Regions from separate parts of the Macaca mulatta genome. Here region 2 is linked to region 1. Evidence: chromatin contacts called from public Hi-C data. All regions are on one chromosome and are shown on one strand. Each heading gives the region's core, a stretch centred on a gene start, on an enhancer-like site or on the middle of the called end of the contact. The rest is flanking DNA. Distances are from core to core; before and after follow the strand shown. Region 1 holds the start of FZD4 (frizzled class receptor 4). Region 2 holds the start of TMEM135 (transmembrane protein 135).

The links. Hi-C and Micro-C count contacts between places; a contact is called where the count stands out from the background.
Region 2: a contact with region 1 is called in a Hi-C map of fetal cortex germinal zone, with 2.5 times the contacts expected there. The contact joins the promoter of TMEM135 here to the promoter of FZD4 in region 1. A contact is called at or near these places in 4 of 14 Hi-C or Micro-C datasets (cortical neurons, fetal cortex germinal zone, fetal cortical plate and 1 more).

What each region holds. Positions count from the first base shown.
Region 1 is chr14:87,522,507-87,525,841 of T2T-MMU8v2.0, reverse strand. It overlaps FZD4 (frizzled class receptor 4), which reads left to right and starts at 1,939. Exons shown (of 2, transcript NM_001266875.1): 1 at 1,939-2,400. The coding sequence starts at 2,116. It overlaps LOC144334441 (a long non-coding RNA gene), which reads right to left and starts at 1,610. Exons shown (of 3, transcript XR_013404248.1): 1 at 1,486-1,610.
Region 2 is chr14:87,609,664-87,612,882 of T2T-MMU8v2.0, reverse strand. It overlaps TMEM135 (transmembrane protein 135), which reads right to left and starts at 1,638. Exons shown (of 17, transcript XM_077964170.1): 1 at 1,309-1,638.

The DNA.
Region 1 (3,335 bases), core at 690-3,189:
ACCTCCTTCATTGGGAGTTTATGATGCTGACTGGAGACAATGCAGCTTCTCCGTGTCCAACACAGTTCTAGGCACAAAGCCAAATACCAAAAAAAAGTTGATTCCATTTTTGCCCTCAGTCAAGTCTCGTTGCCAATATAAGACGACTAAAAATACAAGACAGAATATGAGTGTCATATGAGTGGCACAGACATTCTTCCAACTTGCACCTAGCCTCTGCCATATGCCACAGAATTTGGTTGAAATGGGAGGATAAAAACATGCATAAAACAGTTCCAGGAAAACAGTGGTAAGTGTTGGACAAAAAGATCTCAGGAAGAGGGTGAAAAGTCTTTTACCCAGATCCTCAGTCTGGGGCTGTTAGAGCTGTCTTTAGCACCAGGCTGGAAAGCAGGAGGCTGTCCCAGAATTGATCTCCCCTAGTGTTTTGGAAACACACACACATACACACCAATCATCAAGTTCTTCAGCATTCATTATGTGTCAGACACCGCTAAATGATTTACAGGCATTATCTCACTGAACTCTTAGAACAACTGTGTGAGGTGGATATGAATTTCCCTACTTCACAGCTGGCCACTTTGAGGCTCAGAGAGGCACCATAGCTTGAACATAGTCAAGCAACAAGTGAATGGTTGAGGAATCCACCTGCTGGGAGTTTTACTGGCCGACTGGAAAGCAGAGAGAGGGTGGACCAGCACAAAGCCGCGGGGGGGCTGGTAATGAGACAGGAAAGTTGGGTTCAAACCTGGGTCGCATGATCCCCAAATCCCTAGGAACCGAGGCAGAAGAACAGTAAGGAAAAAAAGGGGTGCAGGCTGGTGGGGAGGGGGTGCCCGGGAGGCCGGGAGAGAGGAGTCACGGTGGTTGTGCGCCTTCCTCGTCCCCAGTCATAGGTCAAGCCTCTCCCCTCCCGCCCTCTCACCCTCCCAACCTTATTTAGAAACCGTGTCCCCGAGACAGGAAGGGCGGCGGGCCGAGAAGCACGGAGAGTCCCGGTCTCATTTCCTTTCGAATCCCCCTGTGGAATTTCATTTCATACGGTGAGGAAATCGGAGCGCGAGACCATCGGCTGGTCTGCAGCTTCGCAGCTCCGGGGCGCCTCCCCTCTGGCGGCTGGAGGTGGGCGGCTCCCGGCGCAGGTCGGGCGAGTCTGGGGGCGGGGAGAGGCCGGGCCCGGATCGCCTCTAGTCGGGAGTGAAAATAGCTGTGGGCTCGCGCAGTACCAGGCACCGCGCTAAGCCTTCTACGCTTTATCTCTAATCCTCCCAAGTGACTTTAGAGAGGAGGAGACTGACGCCGAGAGGCTGAGCAATTTGCTCAAGGTCACACAGCCGGGACTGAAAGCCACAATCGGAGTAAATCCAAATCCCGTGTTCTTTGTGTACGTTCCTCTGCCTGACGGGGAGGTGGCCACTGGCCTAGGTTACAGCTGAAAGGAGACGGGAAGAAAAGGGGGCAGACGGAACAGGGCGCACTTCTCACCTGGGGGAGGAGGCGGCAGGACGGCGCGGCTGGAGCCACTGGGCTCAGTCCCCGCCTGGCCCCTGCGCGCCTAGATCCGGGTGGGAGGAAAGCAGGAGCCGGGAAGCAGGCGGGGCGGGGCGCTCAGGGAGGGAGGGAGGGAGGAGCGGCCGGAGGAGGGGGCTGGAGGGCGGGGGCCTGACCCCTCCAGCGGGAGAGCGGCCCCGCCCCGCCGCCTCGCCCCTTGCTGCCCACCGCGCCCGGCCATTGGAGCGGCGCCCTGTCCGTCCCGCCCCGCCGCCGCGCCGCGAGCCTCCAGCGCCGCGCAGGGCTCAGGCGGTGAGAGCTGCGCAGCGCTGGCTGCTGGCTGGCCTCGCGGAGACGCCGAGCGGACGCGGCCGGCGCCGGCTTGTGGGCTCGCCGCCTGCAGCCATGACCCTCGCAGCCTGTCTCTCGGCCTCGGCCCGGGACGTCTAATATCCCACACGGTCGCGCGCAGCTTCTGGAGAGCCGGCCGCTGCCCCCTCATCGCCGCATCACACTCCCTTCCCGGGAGCTGGGAGCAGCGCGGGCAGCCGGCGCCCCCGTGCAAACTGGGGGTGTCTGCCAGAGCAGCCCCCGCCGCTGCCGCTGCTGCCCCCGACGCTGGCCATGGCCTGGCGGGGCGCAGGGCCGAGCGTCCCGGGGGCGCCCGGGGGCGTCGGTCTCAGTCTGGGGTTGCTGCTGCAGTTGCTGCTGCTCCTGGGGCCGGCGCGGGGCTTCGGGGACGAGGAGGAGCGGCGCTGCGACCCCATCCGCATCTCCATGTGCCAGAACCTCGGCTACAACGTGACCAAGATGCCCAACCTGGTGGGGCACGAGCTTCAGACGGACGCCGAGCTGCAGCTGACAACTTTCACACCGCTCATCCAGTACGGCTGCTCCAGCCAGCTGCAGGTGGGCGCCCCCACCCCCACCCCTGGCAGGACCCCTTGGGGAGGGACGCTCCAAACTAACTTTGCAGAGCCCATGCCAAGTTGATCATCCTAGCCTGAAGGAGACAGCTCTCCTGGAAAACTGATTTCCATCCCCACCCCCACTTTCTCAGGGACTGGAAGCCAAAACGTTGTGTAAGTCATCTGGCCTGGGAAAGAACCCACTCTTACACCCCGCCCTTCCGTTTTTCTTCCTTGCCCACCCATGTCTGGCCAGACCCCTAACCCCAGTGGAGCTGAGGGTTATCTCTGCCAAGGATTCTGGCCGCCAGTGCTCGGTCGGCAAGTGGGAGGGAGCCAGCTGCAGCTAAGACTTGGAGGGAGAGATAAGGAGACGATCCCTCACGGACCTTCCCTCTCCCCACTATTTTTGGGGTGTTATTAAATGAAACACTACCGTACCTTTTTCTGCCGAATAGCCCCTCCTCACGGCGTCCCGCAGGGTTTTAGAGGTCATGCATGAAGGAGTGGTTGGGTTGGCTTGAGTTCTTTCTTATCCTCAAGAGTTGAAGGCACGTTTAATGCTTGGAGGGTGACAAGAAGCTGCAGGAAGGTGGTTGGTATATTGGAAGAAATTTTTCTTGCAGTCGTTAAAAAATGTAAAGCATATGTAATGATAGAGAAAATGTTTATTCCACAGTAATAAGAATTTGCATATACAGGGTGATTATAATCCTGCAAAAAAAATCATTGGGGTAATAAAAAACTGAAAGGAAAATTTTTAAAGTGTTAACATTGGTTATGTTTGGGTTGTTGAGGCTGGATGATTTTTAGAAATTTAGAAAACAGAGAAGTTGTGGGAAAAAGTACACGTTAGTTGTCCAGGCTTCAGAAATCTGGTTTCTGGCTGGGCGCGGTGGCTCACGCCTGTAATCCCAGCACTTTGGGAGGCCGAGG
Region 2 (3,219 bases), core at 389-2,888, 87 kb before region 1:
AATCGAGGAAAAAATTTCCAGCTCCAATAATAATTATTGGCCTCTACTCTAGATCTTTATTATTCAAAGTGCAGCCCCCATCATCAGCATTACCACGAGTTTGTTAGGAAAGCAGAGGTTCAGGCCCCACCGGGACCTCATGAATTAGAACCCCCATTTTAACATAATCCTCAGAGGATTCCTAACATACATGAAAATTTGAGAAGCATCAGTCTATACAATAAAAATGAAATGGATGCCTGCAACCTCCGACAAAGTCATCACCTTCTCCTGTGTTATCTCTGAAATACATAATCAGACTTTTCAAGAAGTACTACAGATACAGCCATGACACACTTTCAGGAACATTAGGGTATAAATCTAAATTACTTCAATGAGAAATAATAATTGATCATCTGCTGAATATCGAAATTCTTAGAAGACATACAAAAAATATGATCTGTCTTCTTAGGACACAAACTCTGTAAGCCAAGAAAACGAGACAATGCACTTCAATGGCCAAAGTAATAATAAATCTTTAATATCAAGGATAAGGTTATTGAAAAAAAGATTTTGGCGAGAACATTGAAGAGCATCTTTAATAGTCCTCAGGGTTACATATACATATTGCCAAATATTTCCTATTAATTGGCCCGTATGTAAAGCTGTGTAAAAGGTCCTAGGTGACACAAAGTCAGATGTCCTAACCAAGTTCACTCACTGAAATACTGGCATCACCCTTTAAATCACCACACACAATCTCAACCCAGGAGTCTGTTCTGTGAACTTGCAAAAACACTTGCAAAACCCCAAATCACAATCCTACCATCTCAAAACTGAGTCAAGATCTGAGGCCACAGGGACTTCAGGGTCAAATATGCCTTCTTCATTTAAAAAAAAAAAAGGCAAAATAAAACAGGGGAAACCAGATGAGGAAAGCTTGCAGGTACTTCTCATAGCCTCGCTGACCTACAAATACCTCTCCATCACAAGGCAGGCCAGAGGAAAATAACGCTGGTCTTTGAATTAACGTTTTTAAGTGTCCTCAACTTAATTCTAAAAGTTGGGAGCCCATCCTCTTCCTAGCAACAGGCATTCAGATGACAGCTCAACCTCTAATTCCCCTCCTCCTTCTCCCTTGCAGGGATTGGTATATCCTCCCCAAGCGACCTCCGCCTTCCCCCCACCGGCCCCCCAAAACACTCCGACCCCTCCAAAAGAGAGCCCGACACAAGGCAAGTCCCCCAGAGCCCCTCGGGATCACCAACTGCAGCCCCTGGCCCATCCTCCACATTAAACTCGCCCTGCGGGAGGGGTGACGGGTCTCACCAAGTACAGAGGAGCATAGATCTTCAGGGACTCCTCCAGGGCGCCCCCGGTGATCTGCAGGAAGGAGACCCGGCAGGAAGGGTGCCAAGTGTGGCCAATCTCATAGCAGTTATGAGGGATGGACTTGCTGAGGGCCGCCATGACGAGGAACAGCGCGGAGGAGACGGGAGGGGGAGAGCCTGCGCCCTGCAGGGAGGGGCGCCAGAGCCCAGCCGCCAGCCTCTTGCCCGGCCAGCAGCCGGAGGCGCGGAATGGAGGGGAAAGGTCACGAGAGCGGGGTTACTCTGGGCCAAAGTCCTCGGATGTTGAGCGCTCGGCGTATCGCAGCTTAAGGGGGCGGGACGTGCACCGGGAGGCGGAGAGAGGCGGCGCGTGCGCGCTCCCTCAAGAGGCCTTCCGCTGGGGCGCGCTCCCGCGCGGCGGCGCAGCTGGGTGAGCGGAGGTAGAATGGATCTTCGCCCCCAGAGCCGAGGCTGTAAGCGAGGGAGCGCAGCTCGGGGACGCGCCGCCTCCCCACCCACGCAATGCCGTGCCAGGCTCCGGGGCGCGAGCGCTCTGGCAGGTGCGCAGTAGGAGGTGGCTTGGGTCAAATTGTGCTTCAGCTTCCAACGCCAAGCCAAGTAGAGCGGAGGGGAGTGGAAGAAAGGGATTAAATGAAATGTCTTTGTTGGGAGCCGCTGGAGGAAGAGGGTTGCCAGAGGAATGCCTGAGACAAACGTCCTCCCCAGCACTACGAGCTCGCCTTCCCGAGAGCCCCAGGTAATAAACAGCTACGGCTGCCCGCCAGTTGCAACTGAACTGCCCGCAGGTGCTGGGCTTTCCAAGCTCTGTGGTACCTGGGAAGGCTTGAAAAGTCTCAGCTATGCTCACACCCCGACCGTGTGTGGGGAAGGGCAATAGGTGATCCAGTCCAAACCTTACGCCATGGAGCAATCCTGTCTACAGCATCCTTGATAGGTGCTTGTCAACCAAACACCACACACAGTAGAGGCGGCAGTCGTGTGTTAGAACGCAGACCTGGGTAGGGAGCTTGGCCAACAATTAGCAAGACAAGGGTCGTGTGTTGCTTGAGTCATATAACCCCTCAGTCAATTTCCTCGCATATAACAAACCTACCAGTTTCTTTGGAATTCTAAATTCCATAGTCTCTTAAAGCAGAAACGAACTACCTTTAGAAGAATTGCATTCTAATCTCCTAGTCTTCATTCATTCATCTACAAATATTTACTGAGTCATTACTATTTTCCAGGCACTGTGCTAAGGAAACAAACAGAAACAAGAGACACGACAAGGTATTTATTTTCGCGAAACTAGCATTCTAGAGGGAGAAGACAGCAAATAAGAAAGAAAACTGAACAAGATAATATCAGATAGGTGTAGTTGTCTGAACAAAATAAAAGAGAAATACTCAGATGAAAAGTCCAAAACAACAATGGCAAAAAGATAAAAGTGTCTTTCTCTCAGGTAAAGGTAGGCAGTCCTAGAATAAAATGGTGGCTCCATAACGATTAGGGAATCCCAGCCTCTGTGACAGTTTGCTATGCCATCTGCTACCTGTGATTTCCACCCTGACTTAGAAAATAACTCTGTCACCTAACATGACATCAACATGCTGGTCAGGAAGACCAGCAAAAGGGGAAGAGAGGCCAGGCACGGTGGCTCACACCTGTAATCCTAGTACTGTGAGAGGCTGAGGTGGGTGGACCACTTGAGGTCAGGAGTTTGAGACCAGCCTGGCCAACATGGTGAAACCCCGTCTCTACTAAAAATACAAAAATTTGCTGGAAGTGGTGACGCGCTCCTGTAATCCTAGCTACTCAGGGGCTGAGGCAGAAGAATCGCTTGAACCCAGGAGGCAGAGGTTGCAGTGGGCCAAGATCACACCACTGCACTCCAGCCTGGGTGACAGAG